Regions from separate parts of the Gossypium hirsutum genome. Here region 1 is linked to region 2. A link is a contact called in public Hi-C data. All regions are on one chromosome and are shown on one strand. Each heading gives the region's core, a stretch centred on a gene start, on an enhancer-like site or on the middle of the called end of the contact. The rest is flanking DNA. Distances are from core to core; before and after follow the strand shown.

Region 1 (4,308 bases), core at 886-3,385, 51 kb before region 2:
AATCGTAGTAAAATATGAAAGCAATTTGCATTGTTGTTATTCATGGCAAAATCATAATGAATACAAAAGTATAAAATGATATGAGCAATAGCAACGATAATAAATAAACGTTAGTCCTATAATCATATAAAATAACAATGTATATAAACAAATAAATCAAAACTTCCATTCAAAATGATAATAAAATGAAATAAATAGTGAACACAAATAAAACGTAAAGGAATATATATGTATAGAAATGTAAATTAAAATATGTGTGTATACGTAAGTTACAAAATATATGAAATATATATAAAGTATGTTTTAAAATATAAAGAAAAAATAAATATGTATGAAGTGTATGTAAGTATATAAATATGTATATATAATAAAGGTGTATGAAAATATATTTTATATACATATATTTATAAAAATGCGTATAGATATACACAGATGGTTTTAAGCTATGAAGTATGAAAAATATGTACATATATGAATTATAAAATATATAAAATATGTACATATATATAGGTAAAAATATGTATTTATTTATTTATAAAGGTTAGAAATATGTATGTGTATTATAAATATATATGCATGTATAAATAAATTATAAAAGGTATGTTTATATGTATATATATATTACAAAAAAAATGTGTATAAGTATATGTAGAAATATATAATAATATATGTATATATCTATAAAAGCAATTATAATAATAATAATAATGCAATAACAATAATAATATAAAATTTGTAAAGAAAATAAACAAAATCACTAAAGGATCAGATTAAACATTAAACAAGATTCGGGGAGTTCAAAGCGCAAATAAACGAAAGGGGAGGGATTGATCTGAACACGCATGTAACATGGAGGGTCCATCAAAGAAAATTACCCTTCCTTTAAAACGGCATAGTTCGAGTAAGGACGAAGTTGAAAATACGGAAAAAATTTTGGGTAAATTTAAAAAAATTAAAAGAACCTAATTTTAAAAGTATTAAAAAAGCGGAAGGGCTAAACGCGCAATTAGCCCTTCCGTTAAAACACGCGGATCCCCTAAGGCAGACGGGTCGGGTCTCGGGTCTTATGCAGAAACGGCGTCGTTTTAGGGGCTTTCTGACCCTTCCAAAACGGCGCCGTTTTGGATCCTTATATAAATCAAACCCCCCTAAAAAAAATCATTTCATCCCTCTTTTTAAAAAAAAAATTTCAGAACTCTTTCTCCCCTCTCTCTTCTCCGGTCAAGGGCCTGGGCAAGAGCCACCGTGCCGGCCACCGGTCGCCGGCGCCGGCGCCGCCGTGCACGGCGGTAGGGAGACCAAAAGTCTCTCCTTTTTCTCTCCGATGCCTCTCCTCGACCTCCTGAACGCTCCGGTGACGGCAAAAAAGGTAAAAATGCCTCCTTTTTTATTTTTGTTTCGAAATAAAATAAAATAAAATAAACGAAAAAACGACCTTTTTTATTTCTGTTTTCTTCCAATCTTGCAAAGAGTTACAAAAAGAGATCTCTTTTTTTGCAAAGGACCAGATCGATTCCCCCCCCCTCCATTACAATGGTTGTGTTCGGCTTATATAGCCAAATCTTTAAAACTGTTAAACTTCTATTTCTTTATTGTTTCTGTTGTCTTCTAGTGCTTGTGTGTTGTTTGCTCTATGTTGCAGGCGGGCAGTTGGGCAAATGGCAGAAAGCAGGTGAACGGCGGAGCAGGTGAGGAGGCCAGGGGCAAGGACGTGCGGCGCTAGGCTAGGGTTAGGGGTTAGGTCTGTTTTGGTCTTGGGTTTGGGCTGGTTCAGATTGGGCTTTGGGTCTGTATTGGTTTCGGGCCTCGGGCAAAAATGGGCTCTTACACTATAGGCTCCTAATTTCAAGCACAATTTTAATATATTTTAGTGGAGTCAATTTGTCTTAGTTTTATTATCTTTGTTGTTTTTGAAGAAACGTGAAGAAAATGAACTTCTCTTCTATCCAATTAGGCATCAAATAATTATTCGTTTTATTATATTCTTACCAATAAAAAATTAAGATCATTTTTCAACTATAAAGTTTTTAATGGCAAAAATCAAACATATGAATAATTGAGGGACTAAATAACGAAATTATCCAATTTTGTTTCAACATCATGATGCGGCAACTTGGACTTTCGCCTTCATTACAAATTATTTCAACGTGTCGCAAATCCAATGAACAAAGAGTAAAACCATCAGCTGCGTCCGTCATCCCCTCATTGCGCTGATCTATATTTATATTATATATGTAACCGCAGCGATTGCCTCACAGCTCACTCAAACTCACTGATTTCTGATAAAAACTCTTTTTCACTTTTTTCTTTCCAATCAATAATAGTTCACTTCAACAGCAGTAACAGAGTAGATACGAAGTCTAACAATGGCGAATCCTAACCTCGGTCGAAGTCCTAGCATGAGGGACCGCGTGGAGGACACGCTTTCTGCTCATCGTAACGAGCTCGTTGCTCTTCTCTCCAGGTGCGCTCTTCCGCGATTTTACAGTTCCTATCACCTTGTTCTCTTTTTCTTTTCCGGATTTTAAATTTTGCAGTCTCTATTTGGCTTATGGGAAAACGATGAAAAGTAAAAGGAAAGGAAAGGAAGATATGTTACTGAAGTTTAGGGTTGTGGAATTTTGAAGGTACGTGGCGCAGGGAAAAGGAATACTGCAACCGCATACTTTGATCGATGAACTGGAAAATGTTGTAGGCGACGACAAAGCTAGAGAGAAGCTAAGTGATGGTCCCTTTAGCGAAGTCCTTAAATCTGCACAGGTCATTTCCCCCCCTTAATTATCGTATTAATTTTTAAGATATTGTTAGCTTTTATATATTAAAAAGGATAAACGACTTTTTTAGATATTTATTTAATTTTCGTCCGTGATTCATGATGCAGTAAATAAAGTATCTAATACTTTTTAAATGCTTAATTGTTTTTTCAGCTAAATTATTTTTGTACTATTTAGTTTCAGTTGAACTTTTAGGTTTTTTTTTTTTTTTAAGATTCTGTTTTCCTAAATTTACTCTAATTCAATTTACAAATGAATTTCTGGATGTGTTTTATGTTCTTTCCTTACCTCGATGCTGCGTCTTTAAAGGAGTGTATGTAAACTGAAGTTTTAGTAGTAATGCTATTTAATTTTCACGCCTAACTTTCAGCCTTTGTACTAGGTAAGCTTTTAACGTCTGTCAAATGGAATATGTACGGTCTCGATTATGTTATTGTATTTAATATACTAAATTGTTGGGGTTTTTTTTAATAACTACAGGAGGCCATAATTCTGCCTCCATACGTGGCTATAGCAGTTCGCCCAAGACCTGGTGTTTGGGAATACGTACGAGTCAATGTTCATGAACTCAGCGTGGAGCAACTGGATGTGTCCGAATATCTTCGCTTCAAAGAAGCACTTGCAGATGTGGGGTAAGCTTATTTTCTGTTCTTTTTAAGTTGCGGTTATTGTTTCTTTGAAGTCAATAGATTCATAGTACTTGATTATGAATGTTCTACCTCATAACTCATTGTGATTTTTCTTTTTACACATTGCGTAGGGAGGACAACCATTTTGTGCTTGAGCTTGATTTTGAGCCATTCAATGCATCCTTTCCTCGGCCCAACCGCTCTTCATCCATTGGCAATGGCGTCCAATTCCTCAACCGTCACCTTTCTTCAAACATGTTCCGTAACAAAGATTCTTTGGAGCCTTTACTTAATTTCCTGAGAGCCCACAAATATAAAGGGCATGTAAGTATTCATCAGAGGGGTTTCCTTTAAACCCCTTACCATAGTTGCAACTTCACTAGCTATGTGTTATGTTCCTTTAGATTTTAGGAAAAGAAAATTTTGCCTTGTTTTATGTGTGGTGACGTATTAACAGCTTTGGAAAGGAATATGTCGGAGTATCTATTTTGTGATGAAATTCTCATAACAAGATAAACTAATGAAGGTTTTTCTGTAGGCATTGATGTTGAATGATCGGATACAAAGTATACCCCGACTTCAAGCTGCTTTGGCTAAGGCAGAAGATCATCTTGCTAAGCTTTCACCTGATGCACCATATTCTGAGTTTGAATACGAGTGAGTTTCTATTTGTGTTCTATTTGTATATACATTTAATACATACATATAGATTTGTTTCAAGGAGTCTATCAGCATATTGGTAGTGGCAGAGCAATAAAGTTGTTGACATCTCTGTCTGATTTTTCCTTGTTTTATGAATGCAGATTACAAGGAATGGGTTTTGAGAGAGGATGGGGAGATACTGCAGCTCATGTTCTGGAGACGATGCATCTTCTCTTGGACATCCTTCAGGCACCTGATCCCTC
Region 2 (4,654 bases), core at 1,229-3,728:
GAGCCTGAGTTTTAACATTTTTATCTGGGCCGAACTTGGACAAAATTTTAAGCCTATTTTTAGGCTAAGCCTGGGCCTAGGAAACAGGCCTAATTTTTTTGTTGGGCTGGGGCCCACGAGCACCTCTAATTACCATGTAGGGGCAAGACTAGAAAATTTTTAGGGGGTTGAAATTAAATTGTAATTTTTACGATATTAAAAATGCAATTTCAACATTTTAATAGCCTATATCTTTATAATTTTTAGAGGATTAAATCAATTTTTTATATTTTTAAGGGTCAAAGAACAATTTTACCTTTATTAATTTAAAATTTTAAAAATTTTAAAAAATCTAAATGAAAAAAATTTCATTTTAAGGTAGATCGAAACCCTTGCCAACCCCATTAGTTTCGCCATTGTTGCAATACGAGTCATACTCGAGCTAATTAGAGTGTTTTTCATTGAGTTAAATTGATGATAACAAATAAGGAAAAGAATAAAAATGGTAACGGATGAAAGGATAGAGAAAGTACCTTGGTTGATAATAACAATAATAATAATAATAAGATGAAGTTGGGATTGCTTTCAGGTTCAACAAAAAATAAAGGTTTTAGTTTAGGGTTGATTTTTTGGTCTTTTGGGCTTTAACACATAAGAGAATGAAATCAAGGACGATACAAAAAGGCAAAAGGGCCTTGACCACCTAAAATGATATATAAAAAATTAGCGCATTTAAAAATTTGAATTTTTAAGTTAATATAATGATTAAATTGCATCTTGACATTTTAAGATGGTAAATTTCTTTTGTAATCCCTTTAAACATTATGAAATAATATATTAATGTAATGATGAAATTATATTTTAACCCCTTTAAAAAAATATAATTTAATCTTTACCCATAAAAAAATTTAGCGGTGCAATCCCGCGACTTAACAATAAAGCAAATTTGAGTTCTTAAAAGATTAAGAAAAGGTAAAACAATGGAGCAAATTGTAAATACGACTGAAAATGTCTTATCTAGAAATTGGTAATGTTTCTAAATCTAGGTCAGCCGTCGATCGGGAAACAAAAAAAGTCAGATTTAAGGAAGACAACAGTATTGCGGATGTCGAAATGATAGGGGATGTAGTCTCACCATCAAAGGACTTGGTTTCACCAGCAAAGATCTCTTGGAAGTAGATGCTTATTGGAAAAGGGGATCCCAATCAAGGTGAAAGGCATCAATTTGCTAGTAAGGATAATGAGGGAGAAATTGAATTTTTGGAAGGGGACGTTAAAAAAACTATGGTTAATGGCATCCTGGCAATAGAATTTTCGAAACGTATTCAACATGTCCTTTTCAAGGATATGAGACTTTAGTGGCGTTGAAATTGTTGGGTAGGAATATTGGTTACATAGCTCTGTTCAACCAGATTAGTAGCTTATGGCGATCATCTAAGTCGTTCAATCTTATGGATATAGAGAATGGCTATTTCTTAGCAAAATTTCAGAGTATTGAGGATTATAATAAGGTCCTTGTCATATATGGCCAATACCTCATTGTTCAGCCATGGACAAAGTATTTTAATCCTATGAAACCTTACCCGAGTATGGTGTTAGCTTGGATTAGATTACCAGGACTCTCGGGTTTCATGTATAAACGGAGAATTCTGGAAGTTGTTGGAGGTTTTGTGGGAAATGTGGTCAAGCTTGACCTTAATACTGACAAAAAAACAAGAGGTTTTGCTAGAATGGTTGTTTTTGTTGATCTCAGTAAATCCCTTATATCCCAAGTTATAGTAAATAAAGAACTACAAATGGTCGAGTATGAAGCTTTACTGACCATCTACTTTTTTTTTGTGAAAAATATGGTAATCTGAAAGACTTATGCCCTTCGCTGGTGGCTAAAAAGAGTATTATGGTCGAGGAAGTCAATGGCAACAAGGACTTGGCGGAATTGATGACTGCGGGTTGGGGATTTGCTTTTCGACCGTGGATGGTGGTGAAACGAAAAGCTCGCGTAATCAGAGGAAAGAGATTCAAGGAAAATCTAGATTGGGGTCGAGATTTTCGGTGTTGAATAGAAGGAGAATTTGGATTCAATAGGGGAAGGGAAGGAAGATAGGATTTTGGGGGGTTCTGTTAAGGAAATTAAAAATATTAAAGGTGTGTCTGTGCGAATTCTGGGGAAAGAAGAAAATAGGTGTGAATGTTGAAGGGACAGAACTGAATAGTTTTCATAATAAGACAGATGGGTCAGTTGAGCTTGTTATTGATAATTTGGGCCAGGTTTTAAGCAAGAAAAATCCCTATTTTTTTGTTAATGATGCAGGCATTAATGCTTCTATTGTGAACCCAAAGAGTTAAGCCACGATAGTTAACAATAATGGGCTGTAAAAATGAGATAGTGTCGACTTAAGCTTGTGGGCTGTATGGGAAATTGCTAAGGACCTTGTGATCTGACAAACTAGGAAAGGTGGTCCACAATAAATATCGAAAAGTCTCTTTATAGATGGGTCCACTCAGTCTAAGGGCCAAACATTTAATGGGGATGGCTCTTTCTTGGAAACGTGTGGGCAGAGCACTAAAACAGAATTAAATGAAAACATTTTTGGGGCTAGTAAACAATTGGATTTTTCCAGTACAGATTCGATTGAAATTGCTAACTCATTAATTAATTCTAATTTAACAACTTCTCGTGACAATCCCACTTTTGAATGTTCGAAAAGGATTATGATTAAATTAGATGATAAATTCTTGGACCCAGTGAAACATACGGCTGTCATTTTCAATAATAGGATTGCTTTTGATAAAAGAAAAAATATTGGAAGTGATATTAAAGTTGGGGGTAGTCCAAAAAGTCATGGATCTTTTGAAAATGTTGGAAGAAACCGTAATGGAAAAAAATTGGATAAGACTATTCGTAATTGTGGGAATAGTTTTAAGTTCATTAGGAATGCTCGAGTTACATTGTCTAATTCTATGAATACCTTGATTGAGGTTATTAATGATAAATTTGACAAATAAAATATTAAAGGATCAGAAGCCTCGGTAGGAGTATAGAATCTTGAGCATTTGGGCTCAGACTAGTAAGTTGGTCTCTTTATTTATTTATTTATTTATTATGAACTTAACGGGTTTTTCATGGAATTGCTAGGGATGTATAAGTCCAAAGTTTATTCGTTATTTTCGTTAGTACAACAGAGAGTATAATCCTAATATTGTTAGCTTGCTGGAAACAAGAATAAGTGGTTTTAAAGCAGATAAGATTATTTTTTGTTTGGGTTTTCAATGTTCTCACAAGGTAGAGGCTATTGGATTCTCTAGAGGCATCTGGGTGAGATGGATGGAACAACTTTCCATTAAGGTTTTATGTATTAATTCTCAATTTATTTGTATACAAGTTTTTAGAATTGATTCTGTTTTACCTATTATCATTGTTTTTGTGTATGGTAGTCTTGATAGACAGAAAATAAGGAAACTTTGGGTGGAACTTTGTTCTGTCATTCCAACAGATGATACTCCTTGGATGGCTATTGGTGATTTTAATGCTTTTTTTTATTCGAGTGAAAAGAAAGGAGGGTGAACTGTTGGGAAAGGATGCCATCTCTTTAATGATTTTCTTGAAGTGTCTAACTTGCAGGATTTAGGTTTCAAGGGGTCTTCATTCACTTGGTATTGTGGTGGGCTTTTTGAAAGATTGGATAGAACTATTGGAAATAATTCTCAGTTAAGAACTTTTCCGAATTGGTCAGTCATTCATCCCCCGAGAATCAAGTCGGATCACAGACCTCTGTTTTTGTTACTTAATCCAAAATTTATCTTGCCCAAAGGTTATCCCTTCAAGTTCATTGCTAGATGGGTAGAGCATCCTAATTGTTTAGATTTCGTGAAAGAAAAGTGAAGTTTTAAAGGTAACATGACTGATTCCCTGAATAGTTTTACCGATATATTAAAGTTTGGAATAATTCTATTTATAGTATTACTAGAGCTAGAGTCCGAAAGAAGTATATGATGCAGAGGTTATATAATGTCCAAAAGCCCTAGAAAGATGTTTTTCTGTGAATTTAAATATGGTGGAAACTCAGATTCGGGAAGAGTTGGAATACGTCCTTCATGAGCTTCTTTGAAAATAAAAAGCTAGGTGTGATTAGTTATAGTTTGGCGATAGGAATACTAAATTTTTCCACTTCTGCGCGGTTCAGAGAAGGAATCGTAGTAAAATTTCTGCTTTAAATAACGATGAGGGTGAATGGATTTTTAAAGATGAGTGGTTCCAAACTAAAACTGTTAGGTTTTTTAAGAATTTGTATGAGGAGGTACTAATTTGTACGAAAGCGTTACCCCCTAGCTCCTTTTTGAAGCTTAGATATGATGATGAGGTTTTCTTGATGAGAACTGTTTCTGATGAAGAGATAAAATTGGCTATGTTTGCCATGGCATCTCTAAAAGCACTTGGTAGCGATAGTTTTCACGCTCCTTTCTTTTAAAGTCAATGGGAGTTGGTTGGTGGAGCTATTTGTAATTGGGTTAAGAAATTTTTTTATGGTGAGCCAATTGATAATGATCTTAATAATACTCTTCTGGTGCTTATCCCTAAGGTCCAAAATCTCGAAGGGTGCGTAGTTCCGTCCAATAAGCTTGTGTTCAGTTCTTTACAAGCTGGTTATGAAGATTATTGCTAACAGGTTTAAAG

The links. Hi-C and Micro-C count contacts between places; a contact is called where the count stands out from the background.
Region 1: a contact with region 2 is called in a Hi-C map of leaf, with 2.0 times the contacts expected there. The contact joins the promoter of LOC107926875 here to the enhancer-like site in region 2. A contact is called at or near these places in 15 of 34 Hi-C or Micro-C datasets (anther, fibers, leaf and 2 more).

Annotation. Positions count from the first base shown.
Region 1 is chrA08:94,492,346-94,496,653 of Gossypium_hirsutum_v2.1, reverse strand. LOC107926875 (sucrose synthase 2) reads left to right here and starts at 2,135. Exons shown (of 15, transcript XM_041074568.1): 1 at 2,135-2,464; 2 at 2,628-2,760; 3 at 3,255-3,406; 4 at 3,535-3,727; 5 at 3,942-4,060; 6 at 4,207-4,308. The coding sequence starts at 2,367.
Region 2 is chrA08:94,441,680-94,446,333 of Gossypium_hirsutum_v2.1, reverse strand. No RefSeq gene overlaps it. Among protein-coding and RNA genes, the nearest start is that of LOC121204555, 4.5 kb to the left of the region's middle. Within about 2 kb of position 2,478, at least 8 of the 9 cell types and tissues checked have an H3K27ac peak or open chromatin away from gene starts, as enhancers often do. A contact at or near this core is called in fibers and leaf, where this site is marked.